Regions from separate parts of the Mus musculus genome. Here regions 1, 2, 4 and 5 are each linked to region 3. Evidence: chromatin contacts called from public HiChIP or PLAC-seq data. All regions are on one chromosome and are shown on one strand. Each heading gives the region's core, a stretch centred on a gene start, on an enhancer-like site or on the middle of the called end of the contact. The rest is flanking DNA. Distances are from core to core; before and after follow the strand shown. Region 1 holds the start of Smim38 (small integral membrane protein 38). Region 2 has its middle 35 kb from the start of Tpcn2. Region 3 holds the start of LTO1 (ABCE maturation factor). Region 4 overlaps Ano1 (anoctamin 1, calcium activated chloride channel). Region 5 has its middle 6.3 kb from the start of Gm45181.

What was found. HiChIP or PLAC-seq counts read pairs in DNA pulled down with a chosen protein or histone mark.
Region 1: an H3K4me3 HiChIP or PLAC-seq map of bone marrow-derived macrophages shows a contact between it and region 3, with 7 times the contacts expected there. The contact joins the promoter of Smim38 here to the promoter of LTO1 in region 3. A contact is called at or near these places in 9 of 39 promoter capture datasets (the C10 cell line, the HPC-7 cell line, cranial neural crest and 6 more), 2 of 15 datasets of contacts at CTCF or cohesin (the NIH/3T3 cell line and embryonic stem cells), 5 of 484 Hi-C or Micro-C datasets (the AML12 cell line, bone marrow-derived macrophages, embryonic fibroblasts and 2 more), 27 of 115 datasets of contacts at active chromatin or transcription factors (the 230-238 cell line, the SCID.adh cell line, acute myeloid leukemia and 17 more) and 3 of 9 other capture datasets (adipose tissue, liver and pancreatic islet).
Region 2: an H3K27ac HiChIP or PLAC-seq map of the HPC-7 cell line shows a contact between it and region 3, with 9 times the contacts expected there. The contact joins the enhancer-like site here to the promoter of LTO1 in region 3. A contact is called at or near these places in 21 of 39 promoter capture datasets (the 3T3-L1 cell line, the C10 cell line, the HPC-7 cell line and 14 more), 6 of 15 datasets of contacts at CTCF or cohesin (the NIH/3T3 cell line, embryonic stem cells and large pre-B cells), 38 of 484 Hi-C or Micro-C datasets (the 63-12 cell line, the AML12 cell line, B-cell progenitors and 25 more), 48 of 115 datasets of contacts at active chromatin or transcription factors (the 230-238 cell line, the 3134 cell line, the HPC-7 cell line and 34 more) and 4 of 9 other capture datasets (adipose tissue, liver, macrophages and 1 more).
Region 4: a contact with region 3 is called in an H3K4me3 HiChIP or PLAC-seq map of embryonic stem cells, with 11 read pairs. The contact joins the enhancer-like site here to the promoter of LTO1 in region 3. A contact is called at or near these places in 14 of 39 promoter capture datasets (the 3T3-L1 cell line, 3T3-L1-derived adipocytes, the HPC-7 cell line and 10 more) and 5 of 115 datasets of contacts at active chromatin or transcription factors (embryonic stem cells and pancreatic cancer cells).
Region 5: an H3K4me3 HiChIP or PLAC-seq map of embryonic stem cells shows a contact between it and region 3, with 23 read pairs. The contact joins the enhancer-like site here to the promoter of LTO1 in region 3. A contact is called at or near these places in 3 of 39 promoter capture datasets (the HPC-7 cell line and embryonic stem cells), 1 of 484 Hi-C or Micro-C datasets (bone marrow-derived macrophages), 12 of 115 datasets of contacts at active chromatin or transcription factors (the 230-238 cell line, acute myeloid leukemia, bone marrow-derived macrophages and 7 more) and 3 of 9 other capture datasets (adipose tissue, liver and pancreatic islet).

Annotation. Positions count from the first base shown.
Region 1 is chr7:145,206,765-145,209,464 of GRCm38.p6, forward strand. It overlaps Smim38 (small integral membrane protein 38), which reads right to left and starts at 1,355. Exons shown (of 3, transcript NM_001369202.1): 1 at 1,262-1,355; 2 at 165-241. It also overlaps a transcript of Tpcn2 not described here. RefSeq lists an enhancer at 1-932.
Region 2 is chr7:145,247,831-145,250,555 of GRCm38.p6, forward strand. It overlaps a transcript of Tpcn2 not described here. Among named protein-coding and RNA genes, the nearest start is that of Tpcn2, 35 kb to the right of the region's middle. Within about 2 kb of position 1,256, at least 6 of the 459 cell types and tissues checked have an H3K27ac peak or open chromatin away from gene starts, as enhancers often do. A contact at or near this core is called in the HPC-7 cell line and cerebellum, where this site is marked.
Region 3 is chr7:144,913,678-144,916,377 of GRCm38.p6, forward strand. It overlaps LTO1 (ABCE maturation factor), which reads left to right and starts at 1,423. Exons shown (of 4, transcript NM_001357869.1): 1 at 1,423-1,652. The coding sequence starts at 1,561. It overlaps Bc1 (brain cytoplasmic RNA 1), which reads left to right and starts at 793. Exons shown (of 1, transcript NR_038088.1): 1 at 793-946.
Region 4 is chr7:144,627,232-144,629,931 of GRCm38.p6, forward strand. The region is part of intron 12 of Ano1 (anoctamin 1, calcium activated chloride channel); the gene reads right to left. Among named protein-coding and RNA genes, the nearest start is that of Fadd, 46 kb to the left of the region's middle. Within about 2 kb of position 1,315, at least 45 of the 459 cell types and tissues checked have an H3K27ac peak or open chromatin away from gene starts, as enhancers often do. A contact at or near this core is called in embryonic stem cells and stem cell-derived epiblast-like cells, where this site is marked.
Region 5 is chr7:145,171,878-145,174,577 of GRCm38.p6, forward strand. No RefSeq gene overlaps it. Among named protein-coding and RNA genes, the nearest start is that of Gm45181, 6.3 kb to the left of the region's middle. Within about 2 kb of position 1,389, at least 33 of the 459 cell types and tissues checked have an H3K27ac peak or open chromatin away from gene starts, as enhancers often do. A contact at or near this core is called in embryonic stem cells, where this site is marked.

The DNA of each region.
Region 1 (2,700 bases), core at 105-2,604, 290 kb after region 3:
GAGGAGTGGGTTTAATCTCCCTCTCACAACCCCGGGAGGGCAACCTCTAGAGATGGGCTGAGCACCACCTACCCCAGCTCCATAGGAGGTTTATGGGAAGGAACCCCTATAACCCACTTCCAGCTTCCCACGCAGGGCTGTTGGCTGATTAGCCTGGGACTCACTGAGTGTCGGTGAGGAAGATGCTCACTTCCTTAGACCTCAGGTTCCTCTCTGGGAAATGAGGTCAGAGCCCCCTGCTCTGAAAGACAAAGAGAGAATACTTAAATAGGCCCAGCACCCTTAGAGCAGCCGCTCTGAGGACACACCTCCAGAATTTTCCAGAAAAACAGCATCTGTCTGCCAGTTACATGTGCTCATACATACACGTGTGACCACACGCATGTGAGGACTCTGTCCCCCTGTGTGAGCTACTCTGGCCCGGACCCTGTCCCCAGTCTGGCCCCTCACAGCTGAGGTCTCCTTAGATGAAGAAAAAACTGGCTTGCTCTCCCCTACTTCTAATGCCAACCCTGTGTCCCACTAAGCAGGACCTCACCTGCAGCCAGGGGCACTGGGAGAAGTAAGAATACTTGGCCACAGGGTCCTTCCTGGACTTTCAGCCCAAGTTGTCTCACCCGGAAGCAGTCCAACAAGCCATGAGACATGCAAGGGGGCCTTCCACGTGGAGAATTGTAGCCTATCACTGGTCGCCTCTCTCTATTTCTGAACTCTTTCCTTCATGGCATTAAGAGTATTCACCCTGTATAGCCTTTCTAGAAGATTTCAAATAACGACAAACACAAAGGACTGGCAGGCAGCACATCATAGAATGGGAAGTGGAGATTTTGAGAATGGTGCCAATTTGAGGATTCCACAACACTAACGCCAAGTGTGCCAGAGGTATGTAAGTTCCCTGTGTCCACCCTCCGCCTCTCACGCTGCAGTTGGTACATCCCTGGGACTGACCGAGGTTGTCTCCCACTCTGCAGTGCCAGGCCACCCAGTCCAGCACTCAGGACAACATTCTTGAAACATTCCTGGGTTTGCTTTTCTAACGCTCCAAATGTAAGTGAGGATCTAGAAATTAGGAGCCAGGCCTAACCAGAAATTACACCAAACATTTCCTCCTCAGGGGTTTCTGGAATGTCTCAGACAGAAGGCTTTGCTCACTTACCAAAGGAACCCAAGTGAATCTGGGGTGAGAGTCCCCCAATGGATGCCACCATGCTCTTGGGAAGGGAAGAAGCCAAGGGCTTACCTTAGCCAGCATTTCACTCACCTGAGAGGCCACATCTCCGGGTGAGGCTTTCTTGGAAGCCGAAGCTGTCTGACTTGAGCATGGCCACCAGCTCGGGCCTATTACTGGTGGAGCCAAGGTGGCCTTGAACAAAGCTCTGTGTTTATCAAGCACACCATCAGATAGGGAAAGTCAATATTGTCCCAGGTCACATGGCATCAAGACACAGGAGACTCTGGGGTCAAGGAGGCCTGACCCTTCCTGCTCATATGCCTCTGGGAGTCAGCAAGCATAAAGTCTGCCGTGTGTCCTTCAGGGAAGCAAGTGTTGGCCCTCCTAGCTGCTCCTAGCAGAGGAGGTCAGTGGGATGCTGGAGGATGAAGTCAGGGAGGATGGAGAAAGCATAGGAAGAAGCAAGACACAGATGGAGACAGTAAAGACACAGCTTCTCTGCCTGGAGGACACCAGGGTGCTCTCCACTGTGGTAAAAGGGACTCTCTGAGTCACCCACAACTGATGATGAGCATGGTCTGTGCTCTTCCTGGTCCACTAGGGTCTCGCCAGCCTCGGTATTGGGACCACAGGAACTGTCCCCTGGGCAAATTTTTACCAAACCTTGACCATACAATAGATGGGCTCTTGGTCCCCTGGACTAACTCAAGGGTACACAGCCACCAGACATCCCCAAATTGGGTGGAGAAGGCCAAAAGTCAACCCTCTTTTTATGGCTTCCTCCATCCCCACCTTCCTGTTTCCTAGATTTCTCACCGACCTCTTGGACCACCACATCCAGAATCACCTGCTATTGGACACAGCTCAAAGCAACATGAAAGACCCAGAGATAAGTAGTGTTTGCTATGGTATTCAGAGTTCAGTCATGAAGGCTCTTGTCCCTTGTCACAGAGAACAGATCAGGGGACTCTGGCTATCTTCAAGGCTTGAAGAATCCACAGTGACTTCCTACACCTACATGTTCAAGCATTGAAGTGACAGGGACAGGTCCTTGCTCACTGTTCCCTGATATTTGCCAGGTATAAGTCCAGTCACTAGTGAGGCCAGTGGAAGGCTGGTGTGAAAAGCAGAGGGGGTTCCAGCTCCTGCCAACTGTGGCAGTGAGCTTGTGATCTTTCTGACTCCATGTCCCCAGAGCTGGGATCATAAGAGTGTGTCACTATACTTGGCTTTTTTGCACAGGTTCTAAGGATAAAACTTGAGTCCTTACTCTTGTGTTGCCAGCTCTTTACCAACCAACCAATCAACCAAACTGTCTCCCCAGCCCAGTGCTCACTTCCTTTATATCCTGGCCCCTACAGCCTCTGAAGTCTCCCATGTCTATATCATGACTCTCACATGTCCCCTGGTTTCATGTGGTCCGAGGCCTCCAGGGCAGGTTAAAGGAAACCCACATTGCATTAGACCTGATTCTGCCAAACTGTGCTGCCTTGAGCTGGGCTAAGAGTAGGCCTTCCCAGCCAGTGTCA
Region 2 (2,725 bases), core at 6-2,505, 330 kb after region 3:
GCAGGTGCCCTGAGAGGTAAGGGTTTCCAGGAGGTGCAGAGGAGAAGGGCAACAGCTTCAGGTCCTGCCAAGAGCCTTGCAGAGCTGGGGTAATCACTTAGACAGTGCAGTACTTGCTGGTAAGCTTGAGGACTTGAGTCCAACCCCAGAATCCATGTTAAAATAAGGAATGACAAGCTCATGCTTGCCCCAGCACAGGGAAAGGAAAGCCTGCTGGTGAGTTCCAGGCTAGTGGGAGACCCTATCTCACAAACAAGGTAGATGGCTCCTGAGGAGTAGACATCTGAGGTTATTCTCTGGCCTCCACATGCGTGTACACACATACATATGTACGCACATGTGCTCATACATGTGAAGCACACACACACACACACACACACTATTACAGTGCTCATTATCAAGACAACAGAGTCCTATTCTTTTAGTAATCACAAATGGCTGGAGTTCACGCTGATCATGTGCATGAAGCCCTGGATTTAATCTCAAGCACTAGATATGATTTTTTTAAAATGGCGTAATGGGATTAAACATTGATGCCTCACAAAGAGCTGAGGCCCTTAGGGGCAGGCTGACAACCATCATGAGCCAACATGCTTGTCACCAGGGGAAAGGGGAGCCTTTTGCATCCTGCAGTCAGCCTGAGTTTGGTGAGACCACCACGGATTAACCCTAACAAATGCCCAGGGCTCACCCCATCTAGGCCACACAGCATCCGCAGCCGCAGCCGCAGCAGTCCCTCTTCTCTCTGGCTTCAGTTTCCCTACCTGAAAAACAGTGGTTTTGGTTTCTCAGGGGTCTCCAAAATGAAGGATGCTCTAGGCCTGAGGAAACTATTGGTCAAGAATTGCCATCCCTAAGTGCAAGAGGTGCCTCCCTCAACCCGGTCCAAGACTGGCCCTTGTTCTCTTCCGTGGCAAGCAGAACTCATGCAAGACCACCAGGCAGAGTGGGGTCTCCCCTGCAGCAGAGCCCATCAGCCTGGCCGGTCCTGGGCTCTAAGTACAACAGATGGTCGCTAATGGCTCCCAGCCCTGGGTAGGGAGTAAGGAGACAGTGGACCCCAGAAGAAGGTTTAGCCACTCCAGAGCCTTTTCACCCACCCCTATCCAGTCTCTTGGCGCCCCTCCCCCACCATCAGGGAAGCTAACAGTCTACTAGTTACCAAAGCCTTGAAACCTGGGAGCTGCCCTGCAGGAAGTCCCTGGTCTAGGTTGGGCTTCTCACTATCTACCACTTCCTCCAGAAGAGGGATAGACAGGAGACATGGTCTGCATATCTAAGACCAAGGCAGGAAGCGAGTGGGCCCAGACCTTGACCACCTCATGCATGCAGCTTCAGATGGTGGCTTAGCTGTGGGATTCAAGTTCTGCCCAGCAGCTCTTAGGAGTCCTTCTCTGCCCCTGCACATGGCTCTCTGCCCCTGCACATGACATGCTCCAACCAGGTTCTTCATGGAGAAGAGGGTTTCCTGCTAGAACCCCGCTGGCCAAGTATCCCATCCCAACTCCATGGAGATGGGGCGACAACAGCACCAGGGTACTGCTCTTCCCTGAATCCACCCAAGGGGACCATTTGTGTCACCTGAGCTGTGGGGAAGCGCCTGAGTTAACTGTGCTCCTCCAGGGCTGCTTTTGAGAATAAAAGCAACCACAACTGTGGACGTTCCTCCTGTTGACTAAAAACAAGGAAAGGCAAAGAGGGGGAAGGAGGGGGCCCAGTTCAGCTCTAGGAACAGCCCCTCATCTACCCTCACAATCAGAAGCTTTGAGACAGGGCCCAGAACTATGTCCATAGAGTCCTCCTGGTAAGTGCCAGGCCTTGAACTCCGGGTTCAGTGAGGTAGTGTTCTTCACCTGTCCACCATAGAAGCTGTGGCGATGCATCCCTCAGCTGTGGCGAAAAGAAGAGTCCACAGCTGTGAGTGTGGTTCTGTTGGTGGTGTGTTTGTCTAGTGTGCATGATGCCTGGATTTGGTCCGAGCACTACACGAGCTGGGCCTGGTGGCACAGGATTGCAATACCAACGTTAGGGAGGCAAAAGACGAAAGGCCGGAAGTTCAAGGTCACCCTCAGAAAAAGGGTGAGTACAAGACCAGCCCCGGGTTATGTGAGAACCCCCACCTCCCATTAAAGGCCAAAGGATCAGGGCCAAGGAGGCAGGGAGGAAGGCCTGGCTCACCTAGAGACAGGTGCTGCTGGGGCCCCAGTCCCTGCCTGGATTAGCCAACTGCTGTAGGGCAGGAGGCAGCCAGGTGCCCCACAGGTGTGTGCCGCACTCCTGCCTGGTGAGGCTCTGACTGAATGACCCAGAAGAAAAGCCCAGACCCCCAAAGTGTGATTAGAGGGCAGGGTGATGCCCGCCTGCTGCCCCCAGCTTCTGCTGGCCACTTTGATGTGAGGCGCGTCACCCGAGCCCCACGCCTCCTCTAACGTTTAAGAGCAGTGGTGTGCCCAGGCCCCACGGGCTTTCTTTCTGAAGCAAGGTGCTGTTCTAACCTGTGAATAAAAACCACCAATTATCTCCAAGGCTGGAAACTTAATCTGGGCTGCATTAGGGACAAGAGCCTACTCCTAGGAGGAGCAGACTAAGACCACATCAAACGCCCGGCTCCTGGGCCCCAGCAACAGAGCAAGCATCAGTCCTGGATTCCAGCCAGCCACCTACAGGAGGAGGCCATCAGGAAGCAACGGGAAGATGGCCCAGTGGCTACCATCTGCTCTTGCAG
Region 3 (2,700 bases), core at 173-2,672:
CTGTAGACCAGGCTGGCCTCGAACTCAGAAATCTGCCTGCCTCTGCCTCCGAAGTGCTGGGATTAAAAGAAGACCTTTGCCACCGCACCTGGCCTCCTTTTTCTTTTTGTGGTTAACTTTTTACTTGGTGTAGACTCTTCTGATGAGCAGTGTGAGCAGCGTGAGCAGAGTGTGAGGGACTCACTTTATTTTCCTGAGAAACCATACTTGCCTGTCATGGCGAGTGCTCACTGCTCTATCCTTCCTGAAGTTTGTGATTTTATTTTTATCACGGAAGTTTTACTCCTAGGAGACATTCTAGGCTGTTCTCCAGGCTTATCTCTTCTTCAGTCAACATGCCATCATGTTCATCACCAGACTCAAACTTCTCTCTTCTGTCTGACACAGTAGTTCTCATTTTCAAAAAGCATTTTGTTATAGTTAAGGATTCATTTGCACAGATGAAATTCAGTTCAAGTGGCGTGTTTACTTATTCAGCCCTCCATCAATTACAGTGTTGTATCTCTGGTCTCTTTTATACAGGAGCTGATTAACTTGTTAGCAATTGTTGCCTAAGGAACTTACTGTACTGTGGAATACTCTTTAAAACTATACTTTGGAAGGTATCTCTGATGGAAATGATGAGAAAACTAACTTCAATTTCTGCTGTTTGAAGAGTGGGTGCCTGTGAGATTGGAGCGCTTGGACAAAGTGGCTCCTCCTGCCGGCCAGCCCTTCGGAACCACCTGATACTTGACTGTGTATGAAATACTTCAGTTTTGCTTTAAATACTGGCAGCAAGTGCTAGCGTTCGGGGTTGGGGATTTAGCTCAGTGGTAGAGCGCTTGCCTAGCAAGCGCAAGGCCCTGGGTTCGGTCCTCAGCTCTGGAAAAAAAAAAAAAAAAAAAAAAAGACAAAATAACAAAAAGACCAAAAAAAAACAAGGTAACTGGCACACACAACCTTTTTCATTTTCAAAGACCCCCCCCCAAGGGCATTTTCATGTCTGGGGGCAATATTTATTATCTGCCCTTTAGGATATCGCAGTATCAAATCGTTTCCAGCCCTCAGGGAGGGTCCGGTGCAGTGTACAGATGCGGTGATTGACAGTCCGGTGACAGCAGAGGATGCCGGATACTCCTCCCTCCTTGAAGCCTGCCCCTTGGGCCCTTCCTCCATTTCCTGGGAACGCCCCTGTGCCAGATCTTTGGTAACTTTTCTCATTTCTTTAAGACCCACGTTTGTGAATTCGGTCCCATCTGTTTGGATTTTGAAAATAAAAGCAGGGTTCGTCTGGACACCGCGAGCGACCCAGACGACGTGCCCCAAGCGACCTGACCCGCCCCACCCACCACGGAGCGAGCGGTACCAAGGAGGAGGAGCAAGGCTTCCCTCGGGCTAGCCCCGCCCATGTAGCATCTACCCATGCGCAGTGGGATGGGCTTTTTTTTTTTTTTTGGCTTCTTTAGCTTGCCGTCCTTACCCGCCCTGCTCCGCGCGGCATACACGGAAGTGTCTTCTTCATTCTGACAATCCGGGCGTTTGTGATCGCGTCTCGCCAGTTGGCGATTACTACACAGAATGAAAGGAATGCGAGGGCCGGGGGAGAGCCGAGACACCGCCATGGCCGTGGAGCAGGACATATTTGACGCCGTCGTGATGGCGGATGAGAGGTGGGCAGAGAGACCCGGCTCCGCCCCGCCCCGGCAGCTGCTGGGCAGTCCTCGGGGATACCCGCCTTCGCCATCTGCGAGCTGCCACTTTTTCTTGTCCTTTAATTGCCGCACATACGGCGGTATTCATGGGTCTGCTGATGGATATGTCGGGCAGGCCCCTTTGGATCCTGAAAAGTCCCCAGGGAACGCCTGGGCGGGACGGTGGCCCAGGTCATCTTGGCCTCTCCAGGCTGGCTGCTCATTGTGGGTTGGGTACCTCCCCGGGTGACTGCTCAGGCTCGGTTTAGGGAGTCGGGTCCTGGCAGATGCCCACGCCCCCAAATGGGGAGCTGTTCACTGCCTCACATGGGGGCTTCCAGAACATTCCTTCAACAGCGCCGGCAGCAATTTATTGCCAGTTTGAGGGTTGAACTCTTAGACACAATAATACCCACCTACCCAGAGCATCCCAGTGGTGGCATACTGTCTTGATCTTGGGGACATTTTCTGTACCTCTACAGAGGTGTGAGGAGTCCTGGGTGCTTGGAGTGTTTTAGAAACAAACAGGTTGAGTTATGATGGCATGTAGGCTCAGATGCACCTACCCTCACACCTACATTTTCAAAAGTAGATTCCTAGTGTGTTCCGAGCTTGCTTGAGTTTGTATCTTTACATTTTCCTTGTGGGTTCTGGTGCTCGGCTGGGTTTGGTAGTCATCTGTGTAGCCTACCTACAGTTACAGATGATAACCTGGCTTTCTAGGGGTTGGGGCTGTAGTTCAGTTAGTAGAGTGTTTGCCACAGAATGTAGCCCATATGTATCAGGGCTCCTCTTGGAGATGGTGGCACACACCTGTAATCTCAGCATTCAAGAGCTAGAGGCAGGGCTGCTTGAATTGGAGGCCAGCCTTGGCTGCACAGTGAGATACTGCCTCAAAAATGGGACTAATGGGCACAGTAATGGGCCAGGGTGTAGAAGAGCTAGACCTAGAAGCTGTATTCTGTGACTTGAGTTTTAAGCTTTTCCTACTACCCAGACTGCTGGGTCCAGTGGGATCTGGATAATA
Region 4 (2,700 bases), core at 65-2,564, 290 kb before region 3:
TGAGATGATGGTATGTGCCATACCATGTGTGCATTAGTTCCCTGATAGACTTCTGTTCATGTAAATCCTGCATTTTTATGCTGTGGTCCCAACTTTCAAAGAGATGGTGTGGGAGGTGGTGCCACTGGGACCCTTGAGGGTAGAATAAGGAGCCCTTATTGAAGGGTTCCCTATTGTGTGAGGACATGGCCAGAGAGGGCACCAACACCCCAGGATCTGCTGCCCCCACAGGATCTGAATCTGGGATGTCTGGCCTTCAGGCCATGCAAAGAAATGGGGTATGCTCCCTGGATCGCTGCCTGTGATACCATTATTCCCATCAGGAGAGATGCTTGCTCGGTCAGGGCTCAGAGCTGGGTTTCCAGGGAGTTCCAGGGCCTGGGACTCCCCACTGCCTAACCTTCAGTGCAGACAATGGCATCCCTGCATTTTGATGTGGGTCACTGAGACCCAATCTACTCGCTACAGAAGTTCAGCTCACGACCCACCACTGGCCTTTTGATACCAGCCAACAGCTGCATTGTAACTTTCTCCACATCCCCTTCCAGCTTGAGGTGGTGGGGCCCAGTCTGGGACACCACCATCAAATCTCAGGCTCTAATCTGACATGTCATTCAGAAGTCCCTCCAGACCCTGCCACTGGGCAGAAAGCACCATCCTTTGTTCTGCATGAAACTGACAGACGACTGAGACCTGTGATTATTCTATAATGTCGGAAAATTGATGGTGGCAAATAGCTAAATGGGCTCAAAGTTGCTCAACGTGACATTTCATTACGAGCTTTAAGATGTCAGACATGGCAGGCAGGAGCCGTCGGAAGCCAGGATTGCTGAGCCCACGCTAGTGAGGCAAAGATTAAAGAGCATTTTTAAAGATTAAAACAGCAGTTCTGGGGGGACACTGAGCCCCACTCCTCATTGCAGCCAGCGGGGGAACAGTACCGCAGGCCTGCCATTGTGCAGAGCTGGGAACAGCTGGAGTGCAGGAAAAGAGCTCAATGGAAGGAGGGATTTGGGGAGAACTAATCCTTCCGAGGGTAATGAAAGGGTAATTGATGAGGGATTTGAGATCTCCGCTAAAGGCCCTTGACAGCTCACAGTGCAAAGGACCCAGGATGGCTTTTCCTGCTTACTTTACTACTTCCCGCAGCTCTCTCCTGTGGGCCCCTTCTTGTTTCTTTCCTTTGGACATAAGCTTCCTTTCTCTGATGCAAGGCCTCTTTCTCTCAAATGGGTGGGCGTGGAGCCAGCCAGTACTTGCTTCTCTACTTGATGGACAGGCACACAATGGAGACATGCTGGTGAGACCCCAGTCTCAGAAGAATGAAAGCTTCTAGCTGCTCTTCCTCAGGCCTGGCAGTGCTTTGAAGGTGCAGAGTAATGGGGTCTCAGAGAGAGGCCGCTGACAAACTCCCACCATCCTGGCTGGAGCAAAGAAATTCTGAAGAGACTCCTGGGCCCCTCCCTTCTGCCATCAGACTGTTCAAACAATGGAACTCAAGGAATTGGAATTTTCCCAGGAGTCTCATGCTGAGGAAGAGAAAAGCTGAAGCCTGGTGCCAGACAGAGGGGAGCTTGTCTCCCCAAGAGACCTCACACAGGTCTGAGAACTTGTCAGACCACCTTGCAGGAGAGACTGGAACTGAGACAGTGATGGGTCAGTGATGGGCAGGACCACACCCTGACCAGGACTCTTAGCTCTGCACTCCTCCTGCCCTCTGTTTAAACCTAAGCCTCGAGTCCTGACCCTAAAGACAGACTTGGGAGTCACTGGTGAACTCTTTGACCCTCATCCCAGTGTGGCTGCATTGAATGGCTCTCCTCTCTGATTTACACTGTTATTTATCCGTGTAATTGATCAATTGATGGTGGCTGAGCCAGGCTCAGGGTTACCTGGGCCCAGGCTGACTCTGACAGCACTTGGAAAAGTAGATGTTCAATGTTCAATAACAACTGGCTCATTCCTGCACCATCACACACAGGCATTTCATGAGAAGCCTCCCATTCCCAGCCTGAGAGCCATGCTGGGCAACCCCTTCCTGTGTGCCCTCACCACTGCTTAGGGCACACATCTGCTTTCCCAGGAAGGCACCTTGCAGGGGCTAGGAGAGCATTTGAATGTCAAGGTATGAACAGAGAGGAAAATGGGCAAATGGCCCCTGTCCCCAGAGAACAGGCATGAGTGTTCTTAGAGGTAGGCAGTCAGGCAGACAGGCAGGCAAGCAGGCTGGAGAGCTGCCCTCTGTTTCAACCTGTGTGATGTCTGGCAAACCACTTAACCTTTCTGTGTTTCAGATCCCTCATTAGAGAATATACCCAAGATGTCTGCAGGTACAGGGCAGCCCACCAACCTTGTTCAGCACACAGATTTAGGGTCTTGGGTGACAACACAGTAGGTCAGACACGGTATCTCTCTAAACTGCACATCAGCCCTAGAAGTTGCTCTTTGGCAAGCTCCCTGAAGGATTCTGAAATGGCAAGTCCTACCCTCACTGGGAGGAAAATGGGCAAATGGCCCTTGTCCCCAGAGAACAGGCATGAGTGTTCTTTCTAGTCATCTTCATTAGGGTGACACCAAAACATGGCAGGTGAGTGCATACACACATATGCACACACACATGTATGCATGCACACACATGTACACACACACATGCACATGTGCATGTGCACGTGCACACAACATACAGACACACACACTCAA
Region 5 (2,700 bases), core at 139-2,638, 260 kb after region 3:
ATGAACATAGGTCAGATTCACATTACAGGTCACCAGCAAGAAGCTTGTATACAGGAAGCACTCAATGCTTGTCTGCTGAACACAGGTGCACCAGAGGATGGTGGCTTATGTCTCTGAGTTGCTCCACAGCCAGCACCTCCCACAGTCCTGCCTGCGGGGCCTCTGTGCAGCCTCAGGAGCTGGAGGAAAGAAGCTGGCTCCTTCAGTAGCACCCCAGAGCTCAGTCAAGCCTAGCGCTACAGGAGTGTCAATCAAGCATACACGAAGGCTGTATTCCTGGAAGGACCTGGAGAGGCCTCTCTCGGTCTCCTCTCAGGTTCCAGGGGAGTCACTCACACCCAGAATTCTCGTGGGTCCCTCAGATGGAGTGAACCTCACCTTGGAACTAGGTGCCTGCAGCCAAAGTCCCCGTCTGGTGGGCCTCTGAATTTGTCTCTCTCCTCTCCTCTGAGCCTCAGTTTCCTCATCTGTGAATGAGAGGCCTGGTACTGTCCTGCCTACCTCACAGAGATGGCAGATCAGTATGAGATGAAAAGCTAGGGCAGGCATTTTCCTCCCTGGGGGGCTCCAGCCCCAACAAGGGTCTTAGCCATGGCTACTCTCCATCCTCACCTGTCTGTGAGAACAGGCTTTGGCTAGCAGCCTGCCGCAGCCTCCTGGGTTCTATACCTCTAGCACACAGTCAGAGCTCCACAGGATCTAGTCTCATACAACTGCTACCTTTGTCCAGTATGCTTTGACCTCGGACTGATAGGTTTCTGAGGTTTCCATGGAAGCCCAGAGTTCCAGAAACTTGCCTCTTCCTTCCCCACTTCAGGAAGGCATCTGAGAGGAGGCCTAGGAGGAGGGCTTTCCCACATCCCAAGCTAAGGGTAGCACCTTGCTGCCTCTCATCTTAGCTTCAGTGCCAAAGTTGCCAGAACTTTCTGTGAGTCCTGCTCTAAAAAAAAAAAGAAAGAAAGAAAGAAAGAAAGAAAGAAAGAAAGAAAAGGATTCTTAATCATAAGGACCCCCCTGAGGGGGAGGGGCAAGAGGGAGAGAAGGAAGGAGAAAGTGGAAGAGAGAGGGAAGAAAGAGAAGGAGGGGGAAGGGAGGGAGGGAGGAAGGATTGATAGGAGGCAAGAAGTAAGGTAGAGGAAGAATGGAAAGAGGGAGGGAGGGAGGGAGGGAGGGAGGGAGGGAGGGAGGGAGGGAGGGAGGGAGGGAGGGAGGGAAGAAAAGGCAGCTGGGGCCCAGGGTGCAGGCAGGCCACCCTCATTGCGCACAGCCACGCCATGGAAGCTTTCTCCCAACACTCTGCCCTTGGCGAGTCTCTGCTGAGCAGACCGCCATCCACATCAGTATTCATGACATCTGTCTGCCTCTATGGCTCCCCAAGAGGAGCCTCCCCAGTACAGCCAGCCTCGCCCCTCTGCCGAGCTTTCTTTCCCCTTCAAAACAGATTGTAGGACAGATGACCGCATTGTTTGTCCCATTTCCATCTGAAAACTCCCCTCCGTGTTGGCCACTGGGCGCCCCTATTAAGGGCTAGGCAGTGCAGGGCCACGTGGGGTGGCCCTGCCCAGCCTCTGTCTCCTGCCCCCTGGGGCCTTTCCATCGGAAGAGGGAAAAGGGCCGGAGAGACAAAGGTGGGACATAAATTAAACCCCAGCTTTTTAAGTTCAAACCGAATTTTCTTTATTTTTTTTCCACAGCTGTCAGAGGAGCCGGTTAGAACTCCAGTAATGCATGTTTAATGTATTAAGAGAAAGGGAAGAAGAAAAGCCGGCGTCCACCCCGAATGTTATGTCCACAGACTTGCATCGGGGACATTAGTTCGGGCCAATGAACTCTGAGTCAAGTGTGGAGCCGTGGACAGGGGCCAGGGACCCCCGCCGGCGGCTGTCATATCTACTGAAAGCTCACGCATCATAACTGTGCCGCGGGACAGGATGGGGACAAACGTCTCACAGCCCCAGAGGCCGCCACCAAGCAGTCCCCCCCCTCAAGTCTGTTTGGAGCCAACCTGTTGCTGTCATGGTGCAGGCCAGACCCACCTCCCACCTGACCCCAGGCAAACATCAGCCCTCTTTAGCTCTTCCAGTGCCACCCTTCATTTTGGGGAATAGCCCCTCTCCCAGGCCTGAGAAAATAGGACTGAAGGTCAGGTTTGGAATGAAACTGCGTAAGCAAAGAACAGGAAAAGAACACTACAGCTGGAGGCTGGGACCCCTGTACCCCCGTGGTGTAGCCTAAAATGAGCAGAGAAGAGATGGGACCTCTGGCAAGTGGCATGGCACCTCCATGACAAATACATACTGTCATCGGTATCCTGAAGTACAGGCTTGGAGAACAGAAGAGAAAGGAGAACAACCTCTAGTTTGGGTAAAGGGGACATTCCAGGCCATCAGACCTCACCAAACCCGCAGCCCACTAAGCCCTACAGAAGAAACAAAGGTCTGATTAGAGGGAGCCTCCTCCCTCCACTGCGGATTCAGTACCACTCCTAGTGAGACAGGATTGCTCTCTGTAGCTATGAACTCCTGGCAATCCTTCTGACTCAGCCTCCTGAGTGCTGAGACAACAGGGGCATACTCCACATCCAGTTTCTGGTTTGTGCAGTACTAAAGATGAAACCCAGGTCCTCATGCACACTAGGCTCTCTACCACCTGAGTCACCGTCAGCACTAAGGCCACCATTGTTAATAGTCAGCCCCATGG